2 separate regions of the Bicyclus anynana genome follow, and region 2 is linked to region 1. The links are chromatin contacts, called in public Hi-C maps. All regions are on one chromosome and are shown on one strand. Each heading gives the region's core, a stretch centred on a gene start, on an enhancer-like site or on the middle of the called end of the contact. The rest is flanking DNA. Distances are from core to core; before and after follow the strand shown.

Region 1 (4,395 bases), core at 1,168-3,667:
TAATAATAATAATGGGGCCTTTTTCTAGGTTGTGCCATATGTTACAGGGCATTCTTTAGTGCTCCACTGTTTGAGTGGACAGTTAAGCCATAATATGTTATAATTTAGATTTTATGTGATATGTGGCATTACTTAAAAATAAAGATCTTTTCTTTCTTTCTTTCTTTCTAATTATGTGAATTATAATCAAACCCGATTTTTAGGTAGTGAAGTTTATCGTGTTGAATTAATATTAGTATCTCAATGAATGAAAAGTTTGTAGGTACAATATTATGTAATATAATGTACCTAATATACGAGGTATTTTCCAAAAAATGTTTAAAATTTTCATGAGATAAGTTGATATTTCCAGTTTATGATTTTAATTTAATGAGACGTAATAGCCCTATGGATCCTCTGCCTTCGATTTGTGGAGCGTGGGTTCGAATCCGGTCCGGGGCATGCACCTCCAACTTTTCTGTTAGGTATGTGAATTTTAAGAAATTAAATATCACGTGTCTCAAGCGGTGAAGGAAAACATCGTATGGAAACCTGCATGCCATGCATGGCCCACCGTGGTGGACTAAGGCCTGACCAAAGGCAGTACTTCTCCAGATTTTTCACAAATTTTACTCATAAATAATTATTAAAAAGCTGGTTCATCATCATCATATCAGCCGATAGACGTCCACTGCAGGACATAGGCCTTTTGTAGGGACTTCCAAACATCACGATACTGAGCCGCCTGCATCCAGCGAATCCCTGCGACTCGCGACCTGCGACTCAAAAAGCTGGTTATTTCTATAATATTATCTCAACCATCCATAGTTCATAAGTTAAAACACTACCAGCACAAGTTTCTGGACAAGTCTTTTTGTAAAAAGCTCTTATTATTAACAACCTATATTCGACTATGTTCACTGTTGAGCACGTATCTACTCTCAGAGGATGAGAGGGCTACCGGCTAAGCTAATTTCTAGTCCACCATGCTGGCCCAATGCGGATCGGCAGACTTCACACACGTAGAGAATTGAGAAAATACTCAGGTGCTTACCTGTTGTAGATGTTTTCTCACGTTTTTCCTACACCGTTGGAGACACGTGATGTTTAATTTCTTAAATGGCACATCATCATTATCAACCCATATTCGGCTCACTGCTTAGCTCGAGTCTCCTCTCAGAAAGAGAGGGGTTAGGCCAACAGTCCACCATGCTGGCCCAATGCGGATTGGCAGACTTCACACACGCAAAGAATTAAGAAAATTCTCTAGTATGCAAATTTTTTCACGATGTTTTCCTTCACCGTATGAGACACGTGAGATTTAATTTCTTAAAATTCACACAACTGAAACGTTGGAGGTGCATGCCTCGGACCGGAGTCGAAACAACACCCTCCGGAATCGGAGGCAGAGTTCATATCCACTGGGCTATCACGGCTCTAAAAAAAAGCACATATCTAAATAAAAAGATTCGAACCTACGTACCTACGCCCTCCGAATCAAAGGCAGAATCATACCCACTGGGCCAGCACGGCTTTCACGACATAAAAACTCTACTATTACTAAAAGTCTCCATATCCCTAGTATGTAACTAAAAATTTGTAACTACCCACATTTCTTGCAAATAAATAATTTTTATTCTCGGCGTCGTCAGGTAGTGTCGCGTCAGCTTGTCTGACATACGTTGGGACGGCTGCTCGGCTCGGGTGTGACGGCGTTCCGTACTAATCCATTTCCGATCATCCTGTATATACGTGTAAGTACATACCTCTTTATATTTGTTATTTTGGGGGTGGTTTTGTGGATTACATTGTAACGTTGACACGTAAAGAGAACTCTATGGACATATTTTTTTATCCAGCATGATTTTTTTGGCACTATAATGGATTCCATAATTGTTTTTTTTTTAAATTAACGTCCCCCAGCTCCTTAGCAGAATAAAATAATTATTAAAATCATCTTATTTACGATAATTTTTATTTACCTACTTATCATACCACCACCTTTTACATTAAGATCGATTTTATCGTAAATACATAATATGTCGTAATAAACGTCCCTTAGCACATTTTGTATGTTTCCGAGATTGACTGAGGAAGTTCTTTATAAAAAGTACACCTAAAACTACAATCGTTATGTATACTTTATAAAAATAATTATATTGAAAACCCCTGAAACCTAAGTAATAATAAATGATGGATATTTCCAACATGTCCACAATCGACATATAGGAAACTGTCTGTAGAAATAACTAAATCCAATCAGATTTCTCCACCAGGGAATCGTGAGGTGGAAATCCAGCCAGAATCTATCACTGTCCGTATCGCTTACCGCAAGCCTGCATAAGTCCCACAAGTATAACACAATTTTGACATACCATTGATCTATCCAAACGGGGATCATCTCAACACCTAGCTCCTGTCTCCCAAGGGATGTCAACCCGGACTAAACCACTCCTGCACTATACGATAACCAACTGCGTTTTATCTATTCAACATACATCGCCGCTCTTATTCGCTTCTACAAAAACGATCGCACTATCTCACTAGCAATGTACACGAAACAATTTCTTATAACCACAACTTAATATAAGGGAGCGTTCTTTTTATTTGCAAAACAAAAAGGCTTATATCACAACTCAATGGCATTCAAAATGCAACGTTAGATACATTAATAGTAAGAATGCTTTTCGTATGTAGACATTTTGTGTTTATAGTTCTTCAGTGGCTAGGACACAGAGTAGATAGTTTGAAAGACAGGTTCTATCAAGCAGTGACAACTACATATTGTGTATTTTATTCGGTAGGTGTAACCTCTGCTTTGAATATGTAGGTGCTCTATGAAATTGGCTTGTACCGTTTGATGTGGTGCAAAATATAATACCTTATTACATAAGAACTAAGAGTTAGTTTGGATTGGCAGATGGACTGTTTTATAAGATATCGCATGTTTTGGAAACGTGTCAAACATTAAACGTTCAAATGTGTTGATAGAGTGATTCGACTTCCAATAGAAAGTCGGAACAAGATATATTCGTGTTAAATTGATTCCAACTGTCTAGATTTCCTGAGAGAATTATTAATATGCAAATAAAGCAACTCTGAGTTAAGAGTATTATCAGTAGAAAGTAGTGTATCTGCGTGATTGAATCATAGAAGATGAGATCCGCAGAAGAACCAGTCACCCGCAATGCTAAAGTGACAATAGGCAAGGCCGAAAATCCGATAGGCATATGGATCTCAACGTGCTGGAGTAACGACCCTGCATCGGAAAGCATAGTGTTGGTTGAGCCCCCTTAGGTGAACCTACTGGGGTCTCAACATGCTGGAGTGGCGACCCCACATCGGAAAGCGCAGTGTTGGTCGAGCCCCCAGTAGGTGAACCTACAACAATAAGCGGGTTACAAGAAGCCGGTGAATGCAAGGGGTCTACGTCCAGCAGTGGACGTCCAACGGATTACTCAGACTAACTTACGACAAAAAAATAAATAAATAAAGACCTGTCTCGCTAGACGTTACTTTTCTATCAAAGTATATTATGATCAACGATGTAATGCGATTTTAAAAACTGTCTCTATAGAATCGATAATACATAGTTGTAATCGTATTCTCCGATTAAAGAGCACCGAAAAAATTTTTTTTTTTGTGTAGTTGAGTGGTGTATATACAAAATCTAAACTCGTTTTCCTCAGATAATGACAGACAATTTTGTTCATGATTTTGGGTGCGATACTAGTCCTCATGTAATTAGTCTGAGGCTGATAAAGATAGTGATGATCTAATTTTCTAAATTTTAAAATATATTTATAGCTTTAAAAAAATTATAATAAGTAAATGATGAATTTAAATTAAAGAGACAATCAACGATCAATGAAGCCTTGATTTATAGAAAACTACACTGTTATCTACCCCATATACAATCAAGGGCTGCGGAACCTTGGCGAGCGTAACAAAAAAAAAACAAAAATTAAAAAAGTAACCATAAATATCCCAGTTATCAAGATTGGGCGGGAGTTTAACGTTTTAATAAATAACTCGTTGGATGGTTTTTTTGACTCAAATTAATAATAATACGGCATAAATCAATAAAAGAATGGAAACGTTGGACCGGCTCTGAATGATTTGTTGTAAGGTGAGGCGCTCTGCCGTCTGTGCGACGTGGCTACTGTGCACCCGCAGTCTTGATACTTGCAAGGAGATATCATTTAATGAAAAAGGGACAGAATAGAATTCACGAAAGTTCTGCTTCATCATTCATCATCATCATCATATCAGCTGATGAACGTCCAATACAGGACATATAAGCTTTTTGTAGAGATTTCCAAACATCAAGATCCCGAGTCACCTGCGTCTAGTGAATCCCTGCGACTAGCTTGATCATTGATGTCGTCAGTCCACCTGGTGGGGGGACTGACACTG
Region 2 (4,395 bases), core at 699-3,198, 480 kb before region 1:
AGAATCTCGGAAAATTACTAATACAAATATATTAGTAATTTTCCGAGCAAGTGGTAAGACAACTTTAGTTAAAAAGTACTAAAGAGTCTATCTTCTACTAAAGAGTCTACTTTGAAATATTGTTCATACATGCCATTATAGTCTTTATATGTCAGGAATTGGTTTGATGATGTTGGAAAAAAAGGAAGATGTTCTAGTTACAATTTTTAACGCCAAACATACCTTGTAAAACACCATTACTAATGAAAACTGATGATTCCCAAAATTATGATAATGAAACGTACAAAAACAAGAGTGGAACCACCACAACGCAGGCATTTAATATATCTAACCGGTACTTGTTATTGATTTTAAGAAAGGATCCCCACGAACTTTCGAAAGAATAGAGAGAATTATGCAACAGTGCGATGGAAAAAATGAAATTTACGACTCTCAAACAATAGAAGTAATGCATCACTCGTCATAAAGGGCAGATTACGCACGTCTCGGGCGACAGATTTACGAGTAGTTGCATAATAGTCGCCGGCTGGAACAACCGCGCAGGCCTTAGGCCGTGCGAAATATGAATGACAATTAAACGTATTTATGTATGAATAACATAATTCTTGACGCTGAGAATCCTATTTACATTATAAATGTGGAAGTTTGTATGTTTTCTACTCAACAAGGTGGAATATGAGTAACAGTTAAACAAATCGTGCTGAAATTTTGTTAATAATATTGTAAATGTTTGTTACCTACTCAGTCAGGCTGAAAAGATTGGTATAAACTTAGAAAAATTTTTATGTTTGTTTTGATTAACACTAAATTAAAATACCTATAAAATAATTTTATAATATTTTTTACTACTTTTACTGTTAGTTCTCAATCTCAGATTTAAGTCAAAATTTTAGTTTTCAGTACAAACAAAAAAGTGAGATCTTGAAGCTATAAAAGAAGGTTGATTGGAACGACTTGAACTTTCATCCCTCTATATCCTTACATTAGTTTTCAAAATATTTTTTTTAAAGTAAACGTATATTGAGAATTTAATATTAGGTACAGTATATTGTAATGTCATGCCTCAGTTACAACAAAATATTGTTACATACTCGTAGTACTTACCTACTTAAGTATACCAATCAAATAATCGCCCACTCCTATCCGATAAAATAATTTATAGATCACTAAAATTCATAAATAATTGACAGAAGTAGGCGTTACTTTATGGAATTTCAAGCCATCGCAACAAGAAATACTAATATCAATACTTTACTAGCACTTACTAAAAAGGAGAACAAATAGTAAAAGTAAACATCATACTTATTTATTTTTACCATTTTGTTATTGTGGAAATGTACAGGCAAATTGTATTTATCTATAAGTTTAATAATATACCAGAAAACAATATTTGATTAGCCAAAAAATAGTATATCATTTAATAAAAGCCAAAAATTAAATAAATTAAATAAATAATTCAAAGAGCTTATAAGTTACTACTATACTCCGCCCCTTTAATAACAATGCCATCTATGAACCGCCACGTGAAAACTCAACGTCAACGCTCACTGCAAACTTTTTGAGGTTATCTCGTAATATTTACTATAATTTATCGAAACAATGGCTATGAAACGGATTCTAATAATTAAATAACAATTCTAATTATTCGTTATCAATTATTATCATTTCAACATACTATAACATTGGAAGCAAAACATATAGGTACAGACTAGCAATTTACGAAACATTTTACACGAAAATGTCGCCATTTGGAGCATTGAAGCTTCACAAGTTACTAAAGTAAAACTTCAAATCAATTGATGACTTACCAGGGTTTGAATGATGTAAAGTTGTGGTAAAACACAGAATATTATTATTAAAGAATGTTACAACACATTGTGACTCAGTTCACCTTGCGTCCGCGAGACAGACTGCGTACCGACGCCGGCCGATGTTGCCCGACGCGCGACTCTTGGCCCGCCCCCTCTTGACATACATTGACAGCAAACGCGTGGAATGCGTCCGATGTTTTGAACGTGCGGCGCGAAAACGCGAACATCGCACTCTATGCGAAACAATAATTTCGAACGCGATGGAACTTTGTTTTTTAGCTTGCACTTTTTTAATTTGATCTGCCGAAACACAGGCAAAGATCGTTGACTGTACAGTTATACCTATATTATTTTTAGTTGTGCTCTAAAATGTTACATTTATATATTAGATATATAAAATAAAGAATTATGGTTATTAACAATATGAATTGTTTAAATGAATGTGAAGTTTGTGGACGGGTTAGATTCTAAAATGACTACCAATGTTGAACACTGCATAAAATAAGGGTTTTTATGGTGGCTTGATGTCAGTGTTGTGGTATATGTATCGAGGGGTAAATAAATGAATGGGAACAAAAAGGCAGATGACAAGTCCGTGTAACCGGTCGGCGGGAGAGATTTAAATCGTCGAGCAGGTAAGTCGGACAATGGCCATCGGACCACGATTCGCTTAATTAAACATGACAAATAAAAAACCCATAAGCAGACCATCGGATATTCAAGATCAGTCCGCATTATTTTGCATGTATGAGAGCATGGCTACCAGATAAAGCTTCAGACGTACCGATGGACTCATTTATATTACTGCTGAAAAGAAGAAGTTTCTTTCATTTATTTATTTACATATACAATATGTTTAACATTGGTCATAACAACAACTGTAAGAGTGGTTATTAAAGCATGTTTCACATATTATCTTGATAAAATCATCTTAGTTTCTCCTGCCTGCCCTGAGAATGCATATACCTACTAAAAGGGCCACCTCTAGAGTAGATCGTCCTACGTGCGTAACTGTATAATTATTATAATAATTATTATTCTAGATATTAAATATACATAATTAGGTATTATGTACTTAGGTATACCTAAGTAAATAAATATAAGTAATTAGGTAATTTTATTTATCTAAAACATGAAAAAGGTAACTGTGCCTATTATATTACTGTATTACTAATTTATATAATATTATTCTTTAGTTCTACATATAAATATCATTAAGTACCTAATAAGATTATTATCTTTACTAAGTACTTACGGTAATTTATTACCAAGTACTACCTACTTGCATTTTATTGACTTTTCACAGAAAGAATATTAAAGTTATTTTTTTTAACTTTAGTAGGTACTTTAAAACTGTAGAACGAATACCTACTCAGGCACTTTGCTGCATGTAGTGTATTTTATTACAAAAAGTATTTTTTTTTAATTATAGTATTAAATTACACATTAAGTTTAAATAAAAGAATAAAATAAATGTCTGAAACTTTAGCTTGTTGGTTATTTGCATGATGTGACAGGAGATGGCGCCACCTGTCATTTCTGTACGCAAATTAATGTAAACGAAATAGTTTCGTATATTAAAAATTAGCAGAATAGAATTAGGGAACAAAAGTTACTTGATAAAAAAAATATTTAAAATTACGTTTCTCATTTCTACTTTTTATAAGTGATTTTTAGTAATTCTGTTTTTATAAGTGTGCTCAGTGCTCGTAGCATTATTACTTTAAATAGGCTACATTGACTTTTACCGTAGAATCTAAATAAATAAAAAATAGTTATAAAAAGTAGACTAACATTAGACACAATTTTTGTAAAAAAATCGCCTAAAAATTGGGAAACGACTCTTCTCTAATATTCTGGCACCCCTATCGTTTCTAGCAAATTGTTAACATTTTTATCCACCTACCCAGAACCTATTTTTATTTGTAAATGAATGCTAACGACAGTAAAACTGATGTCCAGTATTAATAATAAATTAAATTTATTTAAATTATAATAAACTATTAACCATGTAAGATGGAATAAGTAAATTATAAAGCAACAACTTATCCGTTAAGACTAAACAGGTGTAGCGGTGTCCAGGAAACCATTTATATTTGCGTACATATATGGGAAACTTAGAAAAATGAATAAAAACATCGTGATGTTGTACCTATTTCAGTTGTGTAATAAATTATCATAATTATTACAGTAAATAACGTAAAGAACTTTGTTCGCGAATTATGTTTTTTTGATGTAAAGATAGATGGCGTTGGTAGTTCTAAAATGTCTGATACTTTACACTAAATGGTTATTTTGGATATAGATAAACGGCGAAACTCATGGTTTTTATTTTGTATTTAATAGTTATGCATTAATAAGAAATGTGATAAAAGATCATAATAATTTATGATGAGAATGATTCCTGGAGAATAAAAATCTACAAAAGAGGCTTATCTCGTCTAGGGCCCTCAAACTAATACAAGGCCCCTCCAAGACACAGGACCTCTTCAAGACAAGTTACGTCATAGGGTAGGCAACCCAAATATTTTTATTAGAGTAACTGGAAAAAGAAAAATAATATATTTTATTGAATTAAGTACCT

What was found. A called contact is a pair of places that touch in the nucleus more often than the background predicts.
Region 2: a Hi-C map of whole larva shows a contact between it and region 1, with 4 times the contacts expected there. The contact joins the promoter of LOC112051037 here to the enhancer-like site in region 1. A contact is called at or near these places in 2 of 2 Hi-C or Micro-C datasets (whole body and whole larva).

Annotation. Positions count from the first base shown.
Region 1 is chr5:18,027,828-18,032,222 of ilBicAnyn1.1, reverse strand. No RefSeq gene overlaps it. Among protein-coding and RNA genes, the nearest start is that of LOC112051359, 52 kb to the right of the region's middle. Within about 2 kb of position 2,417, at least 8 of the 8 cell types and tissues checked have open chromatin away from gene starts, as enhancers often do.
Region 2 is chr5:18,510,961-18,515,355 of ilBicAnyn1.1, reverse strand. LOC112051037 (zinc finger protein 567) reads right to left here and starts at 1,948. Exons shown (of 7, transcript XM_024089504.2): 1 at 1,809-1,948. It overlaps LOC112051061 (protein tiptop-like), which reads left to right and starts at 2,330. Exons shown (of 5, transcript XM_024089536.2): 1 at 2,330-2,446.